2 separate regions of the Mus musculus genome follow, and region 2 is linked to region 1. The links are chromatin contacts, called in public HiChIP or PLAC-seq maps. All regions are on one chromosome and are shown on one strand. Each heading gives the region's core, a stretch centred on a gene start, on an enhancer-like site or on the middle of the called end of the contact. The rest is flanking DNA. Distances are from core to core; before and after follow the strand shown.

Evidence for each region. HiChIP or PLAC-seq counts read pairs in DNA pulled down with a chosen protein or histone mark.
Region 2: a contact with region 1 is called in an H3K4me3 HiChIP or PLAC-seq map of forebrain, with 3 times the contacts expected there. The contact joins the enhancer-like site here to the promoter of Kcng1 in region 1. A contact is called at or near these places in 5 of 39 promoter capture datasets (the HPC-7 cell line, HPC-7-derived erythroid cells, hippocampal neurons and 2 more), 6 of 484 Hi-C or Micro-C datasets (granulocyte-monocyte progenitors, nephron progenitors, pre-B cells and 3 more), 2 of 115 datasets of contacts at active chromatin or transcription factors (embryonic hindbrain and forebrain) and 3 of 9 other capture datasets (adipose tissue, embryonic stem cells and liver).

What each region holds. Positions count from the first base shown.
Region 1 is chr2:168,278,121-168,283,060 of GRCm38.p6, forward strand. Kcng1 (potassium voltage-gated channel, subfamily G, member 1) reads right to left here and starts at 2,986. Exons shown (of 3, transcript NM_001081134.2): 1 at 2,758-2,986.
Region 2 is chr2:168,349,659-168,354,598 of GRCm38.p6, forward strand. All of the region lies in intron 1 of Gm33262 (a long non-coding RNA gene), which reads left to right. Among named protein-coding and RNA genes, the nearest start is that of Gm22704, 16 kb to the left of the region's middle. Within about 2 kb of position 2,378, at least 38 of the 459 cell types and tissues checked have an H3K27ac peak or open chromatin away from gene starts, as enhancers often do. A contact at or near this core is called in forebrain, granulocyte-monocyte progenitors and pre-pro-B cells, where this site is marked.

The DNA of each region.
Region 1 (4,940 bases), core at 1,736-4,235:
GTCAAAGTGCCCGGGGAGTTCCATGCTGGGAGGTGGGCTCCTGTCGCCATGCCTCGCCTGAACCAAAATGGGGGAAAGTGAATCAAATAGGCGGGCTGTGTGTTTAGCCACTGGGCTCTGCTGCTGGCAAAATGGCTCCTGGTGCACACTGTTACTCTACCAGGAGCTTTTCAAAATTGTGGCCAGAACATCCTTTGTATTAGCCTCTTCCTTCTCATGTGTGTGTGTGTGTGTGTGTGTGTGTGTGTGTGTGTGTGTTTCAGCTGTTGTTTCTGTCCACTTGTTTTTGAGGCAGGGCCTTTCTCTGGGTTGGCAGACAACTGAGCCCCAGGGGTCACCTGTAATCAAGCCCTGTCTCTTTGGCCAGGATCCTATGCCTGGTTTGTTGTTGTTGTTGTTGTTTTTGGTACTGGGGATTAAATGCCGGCCCTCGGGCTTGCTTACTGACCTAACCCTCTTCCTTCCTTCCTTCCTTCCTTCCTTCCTTCCTTCCTTCCTTCCTTCTTTCCTTCCTCCTTCCTTCCTTCCTTCCTTCCTTCCTTCCTTCCTCCCTCCCTCCCTCCCTCCCTCCCTCCCTTCCTTCCTTCCTTCCTTCCTTCCTTCCTTCCTTCCTTGTGGTCAGAAATTGGGGGACACTGGTTAACACAGAGGAGCAATGGGGACCTGGAGACAGCACCAGCTAGCTGGGCTGCTCACAGGGCTCGGCAGGAAGGAGGGGATGCTATGCCAACTGTCTGTTGGGGCAGGCGCTGGCCTGAAGCAGGGATAACTTAAAGCACAGTTCAGATCCTGTGGCGGATTCATATGTTGACTTTGTTCATTAAGGACAGTCTGCCAGGTAAAAATACCAAGGCTTGGCAGCCTCTTCTATCCCTTCTGGTTTTATTAATTCTATTTAGGTGGTATCACCAGCCGCTATCTCCATGGGTAGGGACAGGGAAGGTGGGCTCTCTTTTTCTGGGTTTAGACAACCAACCCAGAGTAGATTCTCAGAGGGGCAGCCCTGTGAGCTACTGTGTTCAGGAAACATCTTTGTCTTTCTGTCCCTGGGGCAGATGTCTCACCTTTTGCCAGAGTCCCTTGCCAACCCAGTGCACAAAACTCAACTGCCTCCCCCCCCCCCCCCCAGGAGTCTGCCTCATCAGGCTGCAAGACACTCACAGTCCGGGTCCTCCAGCTCTGGGAAGAGGCTCAGGGTGACTTGTTTTCGGTTCATTCGTCCCCTGTGGGTTTGGAGTGTGTCCCACAGCAGACATTTTTCCACTGGAATGGATTGGCTCAGAGCTGGGCTGGTAGGAGCAATCCCTTGGGGCCAAGCCTCCATGCCTAGCCACACTTCCCTCCCCACCCTCTACAGCAGGTGCCTGTGCAAAGCTGCAAAAGCATAAAGACCCACAGGTAGAAAAACCCACCGTGTGCACACCCCACTGCCCTAATCTCCAGGAGTACCACTTAACCTGGTGATGTGTTTATTGATGAGACACCAGGCAGTGACTCTGAGTACCGTCATAGGTGTGTGTGTGTGTGTGTGTGTGTGTGTGTGTGTGTGCACGTTGGTGGAGGGTTGGGGGTGTCAAACAAACCCCAGCGAATATCTACCTAGATTTATAGTCTGGCAGGCCCTCCTTTCTCCAGCGAATCAGACCAATCCCTGCCCCCTCCTCTCACCTTCCTGTGGACTTAGCTCAGATGTCACCGAGGAGGGGTGAGTATGCGTTTGCCTCCCACCTATTATCTACTTGGGGAACTCAGGTGTTTAGCACCCCTTAAGTACCTCTGCATTGCAAGTGTTTAACAAAATGTGTGCCAAAGTGACAGCTTGGCCTCTAAGCCCCATCACTAGGAGGAGGCTGTGCTCACCTAACATTAGATGAACCTTCTCAGCCCTCATCATCACTCCCAGCCCCCACTAAAGAGCTTTTAAAAGCCCACTTCTTCCTCTCCAGGGATCGGACCCCCCACCCACCCAGGAATGAACGCATTAAGCACCAACCTTAAATCTGCTATACACATATGCTGTAGCGCGGGCCACCCTGGCAGGCTGTGCCCTTCTGAGGCAGGGCCTGAGAGTCTCAACCTCCCCCCCGCCCCCCCATCGCCAGAGTCCATTGTCCTGTCGCCACCTCGGCCATTGTTCAATCCAGGCTTGTTGAATAAATGACTGGATGAACACTGAGTGTTTGGCATAGTGAGATGCCCACAGCAGGTGCTCAACCAATTTTTGTACAACCCAGAGAATGAACGAGTTCGTCTCTTTTCCATCCACACCCAAAAACTATGAGCAAAGCCGGGCCACTTATCCCGGGTACACTGAGGTTAAGGAGACCTCTAACTTTCTTACTAGATGCTAAGGCCCGCGACCACTGAATAGTCACTAGGGCCTTGCACACAGTAGGCGGTCCATAAGCCTTCACTGAGTTCGTAATTAATGAATGACTTAAATGAGTCCCGCTGGTGGGGATGCTGCCTTCCGTGCCTATTGACAGTGAAAGACTTCCCCGCATTCCAACTCCTCCCGTGGGACCCCAAAAACCCTGCACGCAAAGTCAGAGCGCACTACGCATTCCGGGGACCCCTGGAAAGGATCCGTGGCCGGACCAAACTGCGGCCGCGTGGGTGCATGCCGCATCGCCCGGGCGGCCTCTCCGGGGCTCCTAGGTATCCGCAGAGGGTACCGGGGCCGCGGCCACGTGCAGAGCCCGGAGCGCCGCTTGCAGGAGCAGGGTCCCGCCAGGCTGCAGCCCGCGAAGTTCCCACCTTAAGTTCCCGTCGCGGCGTCCCCGCCTAGGAGCTAGCCGGGCCGCAGCTCTGTCTCCCGGCGCAGCGATGCCGGGGTGAGGATGCGAGAGGGGGCAGCAAGCGGCACGTGGGACCCGCTTGGCCTGCCGGGGCTGCCCGCAAACTTTGGCCCCAGGGCCGCTGTCCTGCGCGCTGGACCCCTGACCGTCCCGCCTCCGCCTCCTGGTGCCCGCCGGGCTGCAAGTGCGCCGGCAACGCGGCGCGGCAGCAGCTGAGGGAGGTGGCCGGGCAGGAGGCGGGACGGAGGGAGGGGACTGCGCGCGGGGCGGGGAGAGGGGCGGGCGGGGGGCGGGAGGATGGAGCCACCGCGGGACCCGCCACTGCGATGCCACGCACCCTGACCCGACCCAGAGTCCAGGTCCTAGCGGAACGCAGTGCTGCACTCTCCCCATCCTGCCCATAACCATCTCCTCCCATAATCATCTCCTGCGCCCTGCAGGCCCCTGCCTTCCGGTGGCGACCTTTTAAGTCCCAGCGCTGCTCCTCCCAGGGCTCCTGGCCTGAGGCGCATCCACTTCTCCAGTTTTCTCAGTGGTCGTGGGACGCTCTTCCACCCTAGGCTCAGCGAGTACCAGGACCCGAGCCTCATTCCCCACGTGAGTCGCTATCGTGGGAACGCCACCGAACCAGTCTTCTGTCCTTAGGTCCAACCTCACGCTGAACTGTCACGGACACTGCAGATGTCACGTCGGGGGTGGGGTGGGGTGGCCGCATTTTATGTGTGGCAGTCCGGGAGCCCCACACGCTCTCCACCTTACCATACCAGCCATACATGTGCCTTCTCCATTGGCGGCCTTGGGCTTTTCCTGCCCCTGCGGTCCAGGGCCTGCGCCACCTTTGCAGTGTCACCAAAGCCAAAGAATGAGCGCTCTGGGCCCCAGAATGACTCCTATGCTGTAGTTCCTCACTGTCCCGGGTGGGTCCCGGTCTGGCAGTCTCTGGGTCCTGTACTCAGTCAACAGCCTGGAGAGGACAGGGTGGATTCTGGAGGCCTCTGAGTTGGCAGAAGTTGCAGCAGGATTTGGGATTAGGTGGGAAAGCTGTCTGAGAAGAGAGGGAGTAACCTGCTTGGGGAAATTGATTGGTACTGTCCTTTCTCCTCCATCAGGGAAGCAGGAGAGACTCAGGAACCAAGCTCAGCGAGTGTGCCTCCTATGCCTGGGGCTTCTTTAACGAGTTGCTTAGGCTTGGCCCCGGGGGATGTAAGCTTTGGGTTCACTCAGCACGTGGGTGGAGACAGATGGCAGAGTCAGAGAGTCAGCTGAGGACCTGTCCCAAGAACTCTCAAGCTTCTGCAGCGTCTACACCAGGAGAAAGGGGGGCGGGAAGTGCAAGTAGAAGGGGAGGTGGGGGAGGGGCTCTTCAGATGGAACAAAGTCGACTCCAGATCAGGGCCAGGAACTGAGAGGACCTCATCTTTGGGAGATTTGCAAAGAGATCCCACTAAGGGGCAAACAAAGGCTTCTGAGATGCTGAGAGACACGGGGAGGCAGTGTGCCGGAGGGACATAAATAACAGAGGCCAACATAAAGGTTCTCGGTGGACTCTGGAGGCCAGTGCTCCCACGTCCCATGTTGAAAACATGGCTGGTCCTTGGTGCTCTGTTAGCATGAACAGAAGGACCCATACATCCATCTTTCTTGCTTTCTTCTGAGCCTCGGGTTCCAGAGCAAGGGCTGTGCTGTCTTCCTCTGGCCGGCAGCTTCCACATGGGAAAACTTAAGAGTAGCCTCTTCAGTGATTGTTGGAGGAAGCCAGCACTGTCCTATGACAGCAAGCCTACTACTGCTGTCCCCATGGAGGACGGCAGGACCAGGATGTGAGCAGAAGTTCTCAAAACCTTACTGTGGTCTGAGTCCTCTGGAGAATTCTTCAAACCCACTGGATCATACTTGTGACCCTTCCAGCAAGTTCCCTGGTCTGGGCTTTTTGAAGACTTCAGTTTATCCCAGCTCCATCTGGCCTCAGAGAGATACTTAGATGGGTTGTGAAGCCCAAGCTAGCCTAACTACTTTATCCTTGGGTCTGGGCCTATCGGAACTCGGGGCACCTGAGTCTGGTGTTGGGGTGACTTGAAGACAGAAAGCCCAGCACAACAGAGGCAAAGACTCCACCCTCCCCTGCCCTCTACCCCCGACCTC
Region 2 (4,940 bases), core at 1,128-3,627, 71 kb after region 1:
CACAATCAGAAAAGGAGGCAACCTGGAGTCCTAAGATTAGCCATCAGTGAAGGTGTTGTGCTCTGAGCCAATAGGATGGGAAGTTTGCTAAGAGGGCTCTGCTACACAGTCAGGACAACCACAACTCTCAAAAGTAACAGCCTATGGGGGAAAGGGCAGAGATTTCTCAAATCAAGGGCTTTAAAAACCACTGCCAAAAACCAAATCTCCACTCCAGCCATGTATGTGCCTTTTTTCTAGTGAAAACCAAACAACTATATTTTTAGCCACTTGAGTTGCTAATCGCTGAGCCAGGATCTAGTTCCTCACAACGCAGAGCTCCTCTGTCCAGATATCTGCTGGCCACAGTCACATGAACTTGGTCTGCTGGCCAAAGTGTGAAAGCCTTTGAAGATGCTTGACCCTCATATCTGCCTCTGAGGCCAATGGTCAGCTGAGCCTAGCTCACTGGCAGGGTGGGATAAGAGTGAGTAATTTGCTGGGCAGTGGTGGTGCACACCTTTAATCCCAGCACTTAGGAGGCAGAGGCAGGTGGATTTCTGAGTTTGAGGCCAGCGTGGTCTACAGAGTGAGTTCCAGGACAGCCAGGGCTACACAGAGAAACTCTGTCTCGAAAGAATAAAAAAAAAATGAGTAATTTATCCTCGCTAGCCCTTTGCAGTGAGGGTTGTGACTGTCCTATTTCACAGATGAAGAAACTGAGGCACAGTGATGAGGTACTGTGTCCAGGGCCCTGCAACCACCAGGCCATCAAACTAAGTTGGACTTGAAAGCCTTTGTCCAGGGGCTATGAGACAGCAGAGAGTCAGTAGTTAAAAACACTGACTGCTCTTCCGGAAGACCATGGTTCAATTCCTATCACCCACTTGGCAGCTCACAACTGTCTGTAACTCTAGCTCCTAGGGATCTGATACCCGCACACACATACATGCAGGGAAAACAGCAATCCACACAAAACTAAGCAATAAGCAAACAAATAAGTCAATCATATTTTAAAAGACAAGGAAACGAAATAAAACTCCAGCATTTATTTGTTTGTTTTATGTATATGACTGCTTTATCTGCCTGTATACTCGCACACCAGAAGCAGGTGTGAGATCCCATTTCAGATGTTTATAAGTCACCATATGGTTGCTGGGAATTGAACTCAGGACCTCTGGAGTCCTTATATATTATATATTAGCCATCTCTCCAGTCCAGTCCTGTTCTGGCTAATTTTATGTCAACTTGACACAAGCTACAGCCATCAGAGAAGAGGGAGCCTCAACTAAGAAATCCTTCCACGAGGTCAGCTGTAGACAAGCCTGAAGGACATTTTCTCAATTGCTGGTTGATGGGTGTAGGGGGAACTGAGTGGTGCCACCCCTGGGCTGTTGGTTCTGGGATCCATAAGAAAGCAGGCTGAGCAAGCCATGAGGAGCAAGCCAGTAAGCAGCACCCCGCCATGGCCTCTGCATCAGCTCCTGCCTCCAGGTTCCTGCCTTCAGGTTCCTGCCCTGACTTCCTTCACTGTGATGTGGAAGCATCAGCAGTGAACCCTTCCCTCCCCAGGCTCCTTTTGGTCATTGTGTTTTATCTCAGCAATAGTGACTCCAACTAAGACATCCCTAAGTGCCAGCCACTGGGCTCATCTGTTCCTCTGAAGCTCTCAGGCTGTGGGCTTTTATTTCCTTTGACTTCTAAGCCAGGATGCCTTTATTCCTTCGGTGTACTGAGACCCAGAGAGGGAGAGAACTGGGCCCATGGCCACATAAACACAGTGGGTAGTTAAGAGGGAGGACTCAAAGTGGGAGGGTCTAAGGTCCGTCAGTCATTCTTTCCTTCTGTGCCTCTTGTTTGAGCAGCTCTGGCCATCGTGGCTTAAAGTGATGGACAGACGAGGCATCTTTCTCTTTGATGAGGTCTTTCCCATTGGATGGGAGTGGGTGATGGCCTATAGTCCAATCCAGAAACCAAGAGGCAGAGTTGGGATCCAGGTCTGTCCCTGACCACATCAGGCCACTGCCCTCTCTGAGCCTCCAGCCTAGGCCACAGAACGTGGTGAAGAAGTGCCTGGGTAACTAGGTCATAAATTCTTATAGATGCTTCCTTTTCCCATACAAGAGCCAGAACTCCAGCGTGATGAAGTGCAGGACTAACCTGGAAGGATAAGGAGGGGAGAGGAGAGGAGAGGAGAGGAGAGGAGAGGAGAGGAGGAGGAGGAGGAGGAGGAGGAGGAGGAGGAGAGGGGAGGGAAGAGGGAGAGTGTTGGGTCTCAACCCCCACAAAGGCTAACTGAGGTGCCTTTTCAATACCTCAAAGTATAAACTCTCCAGCCCAGGGACTGAGTTGTATTTTCCTTCCCTCCACCTCTCTGATCACAATATAATCTAACTATTTTAGCTACATGTGGTCTCTTGGTTCCCTTTGGTTCCTACTCTCCTGGCCTCTTGGCTTCTGGCTCGCCTTGTGGCTACTCTGGTGGCCAGACACACTAGATCAGTGATTCTCAACCTGTGGGTCGCAACCCCTTTACGGGGTGTGTGTCAAATGACCCTTTCACAGGGGGCCCCTACGACCATCAGAAAACATAAATGTTGACATTACAATTCACAACAGTAGCAAAGTTACAGTTATGAAGTAGCAACAAAAATAACTTTATGGTTGGGGGTCACCACAGCATGAGGAAGTGTGTTAAACGGTCTCAGCTTTAGGAAGGGAAGAACTGCTGCCATGGGGTGAGAGGTTCCCTGACAGGGGGCTTCCTGAGCAACAACACCTGGTCTGAGCTGCTTGTGCAAGGCCTTCCTGCCAGGCTCACCACAGGGCTTCACTGGACAAATGTATCGATGTCCTCTCTGTCCCAAGATCCCCAGAGTGGCCCCTCCATTGTAGTACTTACATCTTTCCCTGGATTGTTCTGCCAGATCCTGAACAATCCAGAGTGCACCTCACTCTGTCCTCTGAACTCTCGAAGGGGTCTGCAGTCTACTGCGGCAGTAAACCCTGGGTGCTGTGGGAACCAGGTAGCTGTGAGGTACTTCTAACCCTAACAGCAACGTCAGACCCGGAACTCCGTTCCTGCAGGGAAATCAGAAACCTGTTGGGCCCAGTGTGGGCAGGCCCCACGTGTGGCTTTCTGCTGCCAACTGTGAATCACAGACATCTCTCATTTGATGCTGCCATCTGCTCTAGCAGGCAGCCTGTGTGAGCCAGTGTCTCTCCCCTTTATAAATGGGAGCCACCAAAGAGAGCTGAAGACATGGTGGACTGGCCCCCAGGCCTGGGCAGGGGCCAGCTGCTCTGTTTGGAAATGCTTTGGGGTCCAAACCTGGGGACTGTCCCTGGAGCCCTGGGGTTGTATGATACATCTGATTCTCTCCCATGGCAGCTTGCGAACAGAAACCATTTCTGTAAGAAAGATAATGCTTCGTTAAATAAGAATCTCAATTCTACTGCAGGAGACGCTCACTGTTGGTTGTTGTGTCTCCAGATCCACCTGGGCTCCCCGCAGCTTATCTGAGAAACAGCTTTCTGGGGTGAAAGTTCAGCATCAGTACCGGCTCCAGCCCTTACCGTGAAGTGAGCCGTAGACAGGACATTCTAACCGCTAGAAGCTTCAATTCCCTTCCGAGTGAACACAGATAATAAGACTGCTTGTATCTGTGGCTGTCATCGCTAGAAAATATAATAATCTTGAGATATTATGCTCTCAGTAAATGGCAGCGTATTATATTATACATATAGAATTGGGGAAAATACCAGAAGTATCTTTTTATTTACAACTTTAAACATTATAAACTCTTTACTCCTAATTATAAGATGTCATGTGCATTATGAAAAATGAGATAATTCTGACAGAAGGGTGACCTGGTGGCACAAGCCTGTCATCCCGTCTGCTCAGGAGACTGAGACAGGAGGATTGCAAGTTTAGAGCCTGTCTAGGCTTCAGAATGAGTTCAAGGCCAGCCTGGGGAAGTCAGTAAGACTGTCTCAACTTAAAAAGAGGACCAGCAATGTAGTTCAGTGCTGGAGTGCTTGCTGAGAAGGTCTGAGGCTCTGGGCTCCATCTCCATCACTTCAAAGAACAAGAAGAGGAGGGGGAATGATCGTGTTGGGAGCCTTGATTGAAAGCTAACGAGCAGATGGAGTCCCAAGTGAATATATATTGTTAGCAAGGGCCCAGCCATGTCCAGGACCCAATGCCCCAGGCCCATGAGGGTGCTGATGTCTCCCTGAACTGCCTCCACCCCCTGCCCCAGGCTCTGGCTGGCAATGTCTTCCTTTGGTCTTGCATATGTGAATGTGTAAGAATGGGTGCTTATGAACAATTGACCATTGTGTGCAAAGACTAGCTACTGTAGTTCCCTCCTCTGGTAATTTACAGGCTGAGTCTGCTCGCCCAGACACTGCCTACCAAGACCAGCACCCACCCCTTACTCTACATAAACACTCTGAGGTCCTGGGTGGCCACATGGCGCTGCTCTAGCAGAGCGTGTGTGCCTCACTGGGTCTGTTTTCTGTATGCATGTCTGTGTCTGTCCTTTCGTTATCCCCTCACCAGTCCAGTCAGGTTTCCAGGACCAAGGGGCTCAGGGGACCATCCCAAGTACTGTGAGAAGAGAAGAGAAGAGAAGAGAAGACAAGACAAGACAAGACAAGACAAGACAAGACAAGACAAGACAAGACAAAAGAAGGCAAGAGATGACAAGAGAAGACCAGAGGAGACAAGAGATGACAAGTGAGACAAGAGAAGAGGAGGGGGAGGAAGAGATGAGTTCTTTGATGTTTTATGATTATTCTGCTTTTTTTTTTAAAATGCACAGCAAAGCCCGACACGTGCTGTGGCTGCTGCTTCTCCTCCCCCAGAGCTGGGTCTTAAGTACTTCTCTAATTTGTTTGATCTTTGAAAATCCCTCTTCTCTCTGTGGATGCCCGCACTCATCCCCAGCCAGCCTCCA